3 separate regions of the Mus musculus genome follow, and regions 1 and 3 are each linked to region 2. A link is a contact called in public Hi-C and HiChIP or PLAC-seq data. All regions are on one chromosome and are shown on one strand. The core of a region is the stretch at or near the end of the contact, and the rest is flanking DNA. Distances in the headings are between cores, read along the strand shown.

Region 1 (3,224 bases), core at 44-2,543, 110 kb after region 2:
TTTCCAAAACCTTCTTCTAAAGGGCCTATCCTCTAACAGCCCAGAATCTCTTCCTAGCTCTATACCCAGGTAGATCTCAGGGCTTCTCTGGCTTCCTGTAAAGATGGTCAGAAGCTTCTACCATCTCTTTCTTCTTCGACTGTGTCCTGTGAGCATCCTTCTATAGAGTACCCTTAGGGACTGGAGAATCCACACTATGAATCTAAATCATTTCGGGATTGTATTTGATCATTTCTGTCTCCCAGGGAAACAAGGCTAGAAATCAGCTTATTTCTTATGATAAGCCCTGACTACAGAGAAGGCTTGCTTGTTTTTAATGCAGGAGTACACTGGAGTCACATGCTCTCAAACCAATTAGCAATACAAATGAGCTTGGTGGGGGAAGGGCCAGAGGGAAATAATCTGTGTTTTTAAGTGTTTCCGAGAAATGAAGACCTCGGGCAGACAGAGACAGAGACAGAGACAGAGACAGAGACAGAGACAGAGACAGAGGGAGGGAGAGAGAGAGAAAGAGAGAGAGAGAAAGAAAGAGGGTGTATCAGGAAAGAACTACACATATTGCATGCCTGTGAATTTACTAATCCGTTGATCAGAGGCATTAACAATGCCCCAGCATTCAGGAGTGTTAACCAGGAGTGAGTAAGACGGGCATGTTTTGGATGATATCGCAAGGGTGTTTATTTACATGGTTTGTTGAGCAGTCAGTTGAAGTCCACGGCTGTTTGGGATTTGAGCTGCCCATTCCACCTAGTTAGAGGGAGCCTGGTCATATACTCTCATTAGTGACAGGTAGTAATCGGAGTGACTTTTTGACACAGCCAAAGTGATCTGGGTCGCATAATACCATCTTCTTATTTATTTATTAATTTATTTATTTATCAACCTCTTTCTAATAAAAGAACTGCTTGTCCTTTGGGAAAGCAGAAGAGCATGGATCCGGTGAGGAACCTGTGGTTCAGTGGAAATGCTAAATTGTAGTGAGTGGTACCAGCAGCAGCAGAAGTGGGGCTTGGGCTATAGCACCTAGGAACTCATAGCCCAGTTCTCCAGAAGACCAGTAATGCTTAGTGTGACCACGTGACAATTCATCCTGGGCATGTGACTTGCGGTTGTTCATCAAGGTATGATATTCGAGGCCAGCCTGGTCTACAAAGTGAGTTCCAGGACAGCCAGAGCTATACAGAGAAACCCTGTCTCGAAAAACCAAAAAAAAAAAAAAAAAAATCTGGCCCTAGAATCTGGGTCCTTATCTCTGGGTTCCTCTTTCTAATACTTTTATTTGAGTGAATAGATTTTTAAGAAGAATTGTCAGCGCAACTACCAAGTCCTTGCAAATGTTGTGTGGCTGTCTCTACTGCTCGCTGTCCATCAATTACTGTTAGAGTGCTTCCAGAAGACCAAGTTGGACCTGTCAGTGACCGTGGGCTCTCACAGATCAGGCAATACATGTGCCTCTCCAATGTTTTCTGTTGGGTGGGGAGGACTGTTTATAGAAAAACAGAATAAAAATAAACTCAGAGTCTTAACTTATGTGGGAATCATGCTTTGTGAATTCACAGAAAGCTTCAACCATGTAAATACATATTGGCTACAAACATGCCATCCCGGACCGACACTGGGTTTTGAATTTAAAATCTCAGGGAATCATTTATGAATTCTTATGTTAAAATGTTGGCTTGGTGCAAAGCCACCAAAAGGGCTGAGAGCTTTTAGGCTGTTTTTTGGATTTTGGGGTTTGTATTTTTTTTTACCCCCAAGTATTTAAAAACTGGAATTCTGTAAGAGATTATCTGCAAAATGCCTTTCTTTTATTACACCCATAAATTTTAGGAGTGGCTTTGATCAAGCCTTCTGCCATTCTCACTTTGTAAATCTTTGACTCATACATTAATAACTAAAAACATTCATCCCATTCTTGCTAGACGGAAAGAGGAAGTTTCTAAATAGTCAAAAGGGAAACATTGAAAATAGAACGTGGTAAATGATAACTAAATTAGGGTAGATTTCTTTTTTCTCTCTTCCCCCCCCCACCCCCCAAGAAAGAGCAATACTCCATGTTGAAACATGCCAGGGTATTTTAAGATTATTGTCTATAAAGAAAAATTCCCAGAACTTCACTGTCCTCAGAGGAAAGGCATTACAGAAATGTAACCTATCACCAGGAACAAGGGGTTTGCTTTCTGGCTCATATTTAAAATACACACAGTTTGAAAATTCAATGACTTAATGCTCCACTCACCTCCTGTAGACACACACACACACACACACACACACACACACACACACAGTCAACTCTTAGGAAGATGATGTTTGTTTGTTTTTTCCATTTCTCTATTTCCAGGCTCTCCCAGCAAGTAAGACCCTTTATGCTATCAGTAGACACAAAGAACTTCTCTAATGAATATGTAGCGTGGTCGCCAGGGAGAAGAGACCTCTCCAAAATGGGAAGAACGGGTTGTTAGCTTGCCGATGAGTCAATCCAGCTTTTAGAGCTGTTTGTCTTTGTAGGATTTCCAAGATCATAAATGGTATTAAAAAATAAATAAATAAAAATGACGGCCATGACAGGAAGAGCCCAGCGGGTGTGTGTGTGTGTGTGTGTGTGTGTGTGTGTGTGTGTGTGTGTGTGTGTAAGCAACATTTAAGCCAAAAGCTTGAGCCTTGCCAGTAACTAGTTACATTTCCTTTGTTGTATTATTATTTCTAGAATCTGGACTGAGTTTCCCACACGTGAGCTGCCTGACTGAGTAACTTGTCTGAACCCATAGCTAAGTGGATACATACAAACGCCTACTTGTTTTTGTTTGTTTGTTTGGGTAAATAGTCCCTTTAAGAAAAAAAGAGAAACAGCAAACTGTGGCTGCTCTGCTGTAGAGAAGATAGACTGTATCCACTGATAAGAAAATGGTAACAATAGAAAACAATGGTCTGAACATGGAGGTATAGCATGCTTCTTAGGGAGTTAATGTCTACGAATATAGCAGCTGCTTTGCAAACGTGAGCATGTGTTGGTTGGCAGAGGAAGATGGACAGATGGACAACTGAAGAGAAAAAGGTTTTGTTTTCATTGCAACCAGAGAAATCTCTCACTCATCAGCCAATAGCTTCCCCTGTAAAGGGGTCTCCGGCATAAAGCTTTGACCAAGTTTAACTATCCTTAAGGCCATTGAACAGAAGTCCTGTTGCTGACTGCCGAGTCCCAACCTGAAGAGGAGCCCTGCTCT
Region 2 (3,197 bases), core at 149-2,648:
GCCATCCCAGAGGGGGTCTTGTAGCAGAATTCAATGTGTGTGTGACACTTTAAGACAGGATGATAGATCAGTGGTTGCTGGAAGTTGGTGGGAGAGGGGTCATGACCAAGAAATATGAGGGCCTTTTGACGTGTTTTTAAAAGGAACATTTCTTGTCTGGCAATAACAGTATCGGTGGCTATAAGGGTTGGTGAAGAACTTTGTGAACATGTAACATTTTCATGGAAGTCATAGGTGATGAAATACATTCTCAAGTACTAATAGATTAATGAGAATGGCTACACAGTCGTATAGATTCTGTAAATCTCTTTACTGTCTAGCTTCGTAGTGTGAAATCTGGTACCTGCTTCCATCCTCACTCCAACGCGGTGCCTGCCGTGAGCTGAGGGCTCAGGAAAACCCTTCTGTGCTCTTGATGGAGGATGAGTGAAAAAAAATCCAATAGTAACTTCATGAATTTTGATTTTTGATTGGGCCTTGTGTATCCCCTGGAGTGATCCAGGCGTTCCCAAGGACTCCTGGACTGTCCTTTGAGAATCTCAGCTACAATGGACTGAGCTGTATTTTAGTCGTCTTCTAACTATCCTGTCTTCCTGTCTTGGGTTTTTTTTTTTTTTTTCCTGTGTCCACATGTCCTCTGGTTTTGCTCCATGACTTGGTTCAAATTGATCCTTTTTAAAAATTAAATTTATTTAAAGAAGCAACTCTCTATATTTCATACAACTAGAAAAAATAAACTCTGTTTCCAGTCATTCAAATAACCACAAAATAGTTAAGCCAGGAATTATGTGATATATGTAATACATTTTCCTTAATTGTATCTGTTGTGTACACATATATAATATGCCTACACACATAATATACATGCACACATATCCCTTGACTTTGCCATTAATCAATACATAAGTGAGCCTCATTGACATTCTTTATGTCCTTACCCCTTGTTTCCAATGATACATGCATTGTAGGTGGGTACATACACTCCTGCAGATGTGTGTGTGTGTGATTGTGTGTGTGTGTGTGTGTGTCTGTGTTTTTCTGAGAATCATCTAAATCCATCGCAGCGTATCACACTCTAGAAAACATAAAGGCAGCACATGGCTAACTCTGATAAACCTTTTGTGCCGACCCAGTGAATCCTAGCCATGACTGTAGCCTGCAGCTGATATCATAATCCTTTTAAAGAAAATACCTGTCAAATAGTTGCAGCCCAAGAAGGTTAGAGAAGTTGCTTCCTGTTTCATAGCAACAAAGTCCAGGCCTGGGATTTGAACCCCGGCACCCAGGCTGCAAAGTCACCTACATAGGAATCCTAGATTGCCATCGGAGCCTGGTAGTGACTCAGCACTAGGGTGTGTCACTGTCCTTCGGGGCCCTCGTCGGGTACACAAAAGGAGATGGATCAAATCAAGATGAGTCCACTGAAATAGCTGGTGTCAGCACCCAACCGAGCAGGCTAGGGACCTGACCTGGATGAAACTCTTAGCCTAGAGGGGATTTCACATCTTGAAAGAAAGAAAGAAAGCATGTGCTGTTTGCTTTCTGGTGGTTTCAGTTGCTGGTTTTGGTCTTGCTTGTTCCTTTTTTTTTTTTTTTTTTTTTCATCTCCTTCCTTGTTTTGTTTTATAAGAAAAGATTGAAGTCTAGGTTTTTGTGTTGTGTGTAAATTTTCCAACCTTTATCACATGCGGAAGGGCCTTGGGGGTTGGCTGCTTTGTGACTTCTGGCCTGGATTATCTTTTCTGACTTAGAGAATTCGTGCTCCAGTGAACTGTTTTTTTTGTTTTTTTGTTTTTTTTTTTTTTTTTTTTTTGTACAGTGGTAGAAATCAAATCCTAATTACGGAAACAGTTTAAAGCAATGGTGAAGAGGAAAAGGAGCTAGTGAGCGTCTTAACATGTCCTACATAGCTATTGATTAAACTCTGGGTTAATTGAAAAGTCAGGGTCCATTAACAAAATAACAACGTGTATTTCTTTGTGATCCTTCTGCGTTGTCTGTGAGTGAATCGGGGATATTTATTCAGTATTTATTCAGCACTAATTCTCAGTTTGCTGAGAGCTCATGGAATCATGGCATGAGCTTATTGGAATTCTTTTCATAGACACAGAGAGACTTGCCCAAGAACGGGCACTATGAGAAAGTTAGTCAGCCCTGACTCAGAATAATAAGTATGAACATGTGACAGATGCCATTGTGTGCTCAGAGGAAGGCTTCCCGACACATTTTTCACATACACGTGGGTCGTTTTGTTTCAGAGAGTTGTGTGCTGTTTCCAGCTCTTATCAGATTTCCTCACTTTTAACAATGGTGAAGAGATGCCCTCTCTCTAAATCCACAGTAAAACACAAGGAAGGCTGTGTTCACAATTAACCCCAAGCCAGGTTTTTGATTTATATGTCTGTGTGAATTCCTGCCCCTGCCTCTGTGTGTGTGTGTGTGTGTGTGTGTGTGTGTGTGTATGTGTGTCTAAGTGAGTGAAGGGAGAGTCCAGGGCGAATCTAGAGAGATAATCTTGAAAGACAAGTTTATTCATTAATGACATCATAAGGATTGTATTTTTCTCTTGGTTAATAAACTATTTGTTCGGCGGCTGCTGTACTCCAGCCAGGTCTAGTCATGTCGTTTCTCGGAAAAGATCTGAAGCAACTGGTAATTGAAATGATAATAATCATTTGATCTATTTGAGAATAACACTCATCTCCAAAGTTGTCTATTCTAGGAAGCCTTATTTGGTCAAAATGTTGCCAAATTCCATTTGTGTTCATGTGGAGACTAATATACCATGATACTTAATTATTTTCCAGAACATTCTAAATGCTTTCCCTGGTATGCTCCCTCCTCCATCCCAGAAGCTGTCCCCATATGCTTTGAAACAATACCCAGCCTGGATTTTTTTTTAATTCTGACATTTCATAATCATCATGTAATAGCTATAAATGCAGGACGAGCAGAGGTCTTCTATTTCAAGAAGTTGATGAAATAGTAGAGTTGATTGTGGGTGAAATCAGCTCCTGCAAATGACATTTTTTTTTAAATGTGCCCCACAGCTTATAAAGTCTTCAGGTATTTTCTTGAGAAGAGGACAAAACACAATTTCCACTTTGTCTGCCTTTACGAGAAGTTCATATTTGATCAAGATAAGAGAGGGGATCCCGTTACCCAGTCTTGTGTTCCATTCTTGAGAGAGTTCTTGT
Region 3 (3,260 bases), core at 507-3,006, 110 kb before region 2:
GCCTGCCTTTTAATGACTGAACTAAAAGAAGAGACATCAGTTTTCAAAATAAGGTTATAAAAATGCTGTGCACAGATGAGGCCTCCAAATATTTTGATAGTACCCGAACAAAATTGCATATATATACATATATATATATATATACATATATATATATATGTATATAATCATTGAGACAAATCACAAAACATATGTTGTTATGTTTTGCTCTAAAAACCATGAAGTTTACCCAGAACCCTATTATGGTAACTGCTTCACTTTTCATGCATTCCTAAATTACCATGTAATCTAAAACCTTGTTTTCAGCGGCCCTATATTGGAAAGTCCCTTCAAACTAAGCAGGATGATGGCAGGCTCGCTCACATTCAGAAAGAAACCTGCCTTTGCTGCTGAAAATGAAAGTGGGATTTATCAGATAGACTCCTTTAAAACAGTCACCACCTTAGTGACACACGGGGCCTGACGCATCCAGGAAATGCCGAGACCAGGAATTATGCTTTAAGCTCTCTGCATTTTCAAACACATGGATAGTTGGTGTAAAAATATATTCTTTTCCTGCAGGGACGTGACTGTAATTAGTGTGTGCCAAAACTCTCTCTCTCTCCCGGAGATTTCATTGTCTTATCTCTTTGCAGCATCTTAATGCGATTTTATTTTACTTTGTCAAAGTCCTATTAACATAAATGTGTTCTCCATAGCAAACAGTGTTCTTTTTTATGCAAAACAGGATTCAGCTGACTCTAATAAAACAGCTTGCAGTCTATTAGAGTACAACAGTAATGTGCTTATTTTGTTTGTCAAATCAAGACCGCCGTCAGAAGGCTCTAGACAAAGATTTGTCTTGTTTTCCAGAATAATTGCCAGGGTGGGGCTACGTTATGATCTGTAAATGAATAGTATCGCTTAGAACAAACACTTCATATATCTTTTATCTTCCCCTGCACACAGTTCTGAGTTTTTCTTTGAAATCTTTGCTCCACTTTTCCACATAAGTCATCAGAATGTTTCCAAAGAATTTTAACTGCCAGATTAATTATATCTTACAAACAAAGATAGATTGCTTACATTCTTTATTCAGAAACCCTGCCAGTATGGAGCAACTGGCAACAAATTAATCTCTTTTGCAACCCTACAAAATGTTTTGCTATGAAAAGGCCTGGAAGGTAAATGGATCCTTTAAAAAAAAAAAAATCAGGTTGCTCATTCTGAAAGGCTAATCCTAAGCACAGAACAGAGGAGTAAATGAATCTAGCTACTCCCTAACTTTGCTCTTCCTTTTCTTTCTTTCTTTTTGTTTTTTGTTTTCTTGGTTTTTTGTTTTGTTTTGTTTTGTTTTGTTTTGTTTTTGTGTGTGTGTGTGTGTGGTTTTTTTTGTCTTTTGTTTTTTCCTTCTTCTTAACAACTAGGTTACAGCCTTCTGTTAATGGATTCAGTTAATTAAGTATTGCTGTGACCTGGTGGCAATTTCTGAAATCCAGAGAATTTTTCCCTCTTTTAAGGTCTGCCTCCCCCACGGGGCCCCGGGTGTAATCTGTTTGCAGAGAGTCTATGTATGTCAGCCCTGCTTCCCTTAGAAGCTTCTAGAATGTTTTAATAAATTTATCAACCGAAAAAAAATATTACAAACATTTCATTTCCTTTGACTCAGGCACACCACACACACACACACACACACACACACACACACACACACACACCACTGCCTTCATTGCAAATTCTTGCCAGTATGAATCACCCTAAGTAATGTTTGCTTTAACTTTAGTGTGGTTCAACAAACAACCTTTATATGGCTGGACTTCAAAGGGAGGAGAAATGAAGGTTGGAAATATGATAGGCGTAATCTATTATTAGGCATGAAACACTAAACCACTTTTAGCTATAACTCTAAAACCTGCATAATCTTAGGTTTTTTAACATAATGTGTATTTATTGTGCCTTCACTCACACAAGCATTTATCTCCCCGTGTTTGTGAGAGAAATACTTTCCACTGTAGCGTGGGCCACTACTTGGCTTAATTTTTCCTAATATTTAATTTAGAAAGGGGAAAATGGTAATATTATAACAGGATTCTCATGTGTCCCAGCCAAAATACTTAGTGTTCCTCTTTGAGTAAAATTAATCTGTTACCAGTTCCCTGACCTGCAAGTCAGGTTTCAGTAAACTAGGCATCCAGGGAGGAGGGCAGAGGGAGGGGGTAAGCTAGGCTGGCTAGGGAGATAAGATCTCTTTCTTTGATTAAGGGGGGGTGGTGTTGGCGGGGGGGGGGGGGGGGGTGGGGGGGGGAGCTAAAAAAAAAAAAACCGAATGTCTCAACCCAGCCATGCCTCCCAATGGCAGAAAAATAAGCCAAAAGTGTATCCCAGCAGTAATGGTTGAAGACATTTATTAGCTCCGTCCATAACAACATTCACTGCAGGGAGAGCAATTGTTAAAAAATCTGTACTGCAATTATTTCTTTAATGATGGGGGGGGGGCGTCTCCAGCTCCTTATTTCTCTCCTTCTTCACCCTCCACAAACATTGGCACTTAAAAAAAAAAAAATCTAATGTTATGAAATAAGTCAGAGAGCTTGTAGCTCAAGAGAACCGGAGACAGCACTGGGAATGTATGCATGCGCAGAAACAAAAACACCGTCGGTAACATTTTGTTCTTGATTAAATTTGCGCTCCCTAATACAGTAGATTAAAAATAAGTCCAACTGTTAAACGCATTAGTGTTCAGCCGTGGTTCTGGTGCCAGAAAAACCGATACTGCTTCAGACCCAGCCTCTCTCCACTAGACTTGAGGAGCCAGGGGAAATCTGACCCCTCTGGAAACCCGAGCCCCAAAGTCCATCCATGACCCTGCAGTTTGGGGATTCCTTATTTTCGTCGGGTGATGAAATCTCAGAACCATCTTAATATTTTCTCACACTGGGTCAAAAACTCGGCGTCTCTCGGCGAGGCTGTAAGAAAATACGGGCTAGGAAAACGGAGGATGGATTGCTAATGGCTACAGTCAAGACACTCCAGAAGGAATATGAAATGAAGTTGTTCTTTGGTGTACAGGGAGTCGTGAAACTTACATCTTTTAAAAAGAGTTGTAAGCCATGACCTCACGCCAACCCCCCACACTCCTCCCACCCCCACCCCGAAGAATTTTAAGAGACTGGAAAGACCCACAGTTCAGAGTGGGTGCTCCTCCTTACAAGGCATCCAAATTTGGTTCTCAGCACCTACATCAGAAGGCTCACAACCGCGTGTAATTCCAGCTCCTGCAC

The links. A called contact is a pair of places that touch in the nucleus more often than the background predicts. HiChIP or PLAC-seq counts read pairs in DNA pulled down with a chosen protein or histone mark.
Region 1: a contact with region 2 is called in an H3K4me3 HiChIP or PLAC-seq map of bone marrow-derived macrophages, with 2.6 times the contacts expected there. The contact joins two enhancer-like sites. A contact is called at or near these places in 1 of 15 datasets of contacts at CTCF or cohesin (the NIH/3T3 cell line), 11 of 484 Hi-C or Micro-C datasets (the C2C12 cell line, Th1 cells, cortical neurons and 7 more), 12 of 115 datasets of contacts at active chromatin or transcription factors (bone marrow-derived macrophages, embryonic fibroblasts, embryonic limb bud and 5 more) and 2 of 9 other capture datasets (adipose tissue and liver).
Region 3: a contact with region 2 is called in a Hi-C map of liver, with 2.9 times the contacts expected there. The contact joins two enhancer-like sites. A contact is called at or near these places in 5 of 484 Hi-C or Micro-C datasets (Th1 cells, liver, muscle stem cells and 2 more) and 1 of 115 datasets of contacts at active chromatin or transcription factors (embryonic stem cells).

The regions. Positions count from the first base shown.
Region 1 is chr10:68,139,785-68,143,008 of GRCm38.p6, reverse strand. All of the region lies in intron 4 of Arid5b (AT rich interactive domain 5B (MRF1-like)), which reads left to right. Among named protein-coding and RNA genes, the nearest start is that of Gm51770, 9.7 kb to the left of the region's middle. Within about 2 kb of position 1,293, at least 21 of the 459 cell types and tissues checked have an H3K27ac peak or open chromatin away from gene starts, as enhancers often do. A contact at or near this core is called in bone marrow-derived macrophages, where this site is marked.
Region 2 is chr10:68,247,867-68,251,063 of GRCm38.p6, reverse strand. The region is part of intron 2 of Arid5b (AT rich interactive domain 5B (MRF1-like)); the gene reads left to right. Among named protein-coding and RNA genes, the nearest start is that of Arid5b, 29 kb to the left of the region's middle. Within about 2 kb of position 1,398, at least 207 of the 459 cell types and tissues checked have an H3K27ac peak or open chromatin away from gene starts, as enhancers often do. A contact at or near this core is called in bone marrow-derived macrophages, liver, muscle stem cells and 1 more, where this site is marked.
Region 3 is chr10:68,353,422-68,356,681 of GRCm38.p6, reverse strand. No RefSeq gene overlaps it. Among named protein-coding and RNA genes, the nearest start is that of Gm32748, 15 kb to the right of the region's middle. Within about 2 kb of position 1,756, at least 118 of the 459 cell types and tissues checked have an H3K27ac peak or open chromatin away from gene starts, as enhancers often do. A contact at or near this core is called in liver, muscle stem cells and uterus, where this site is marked.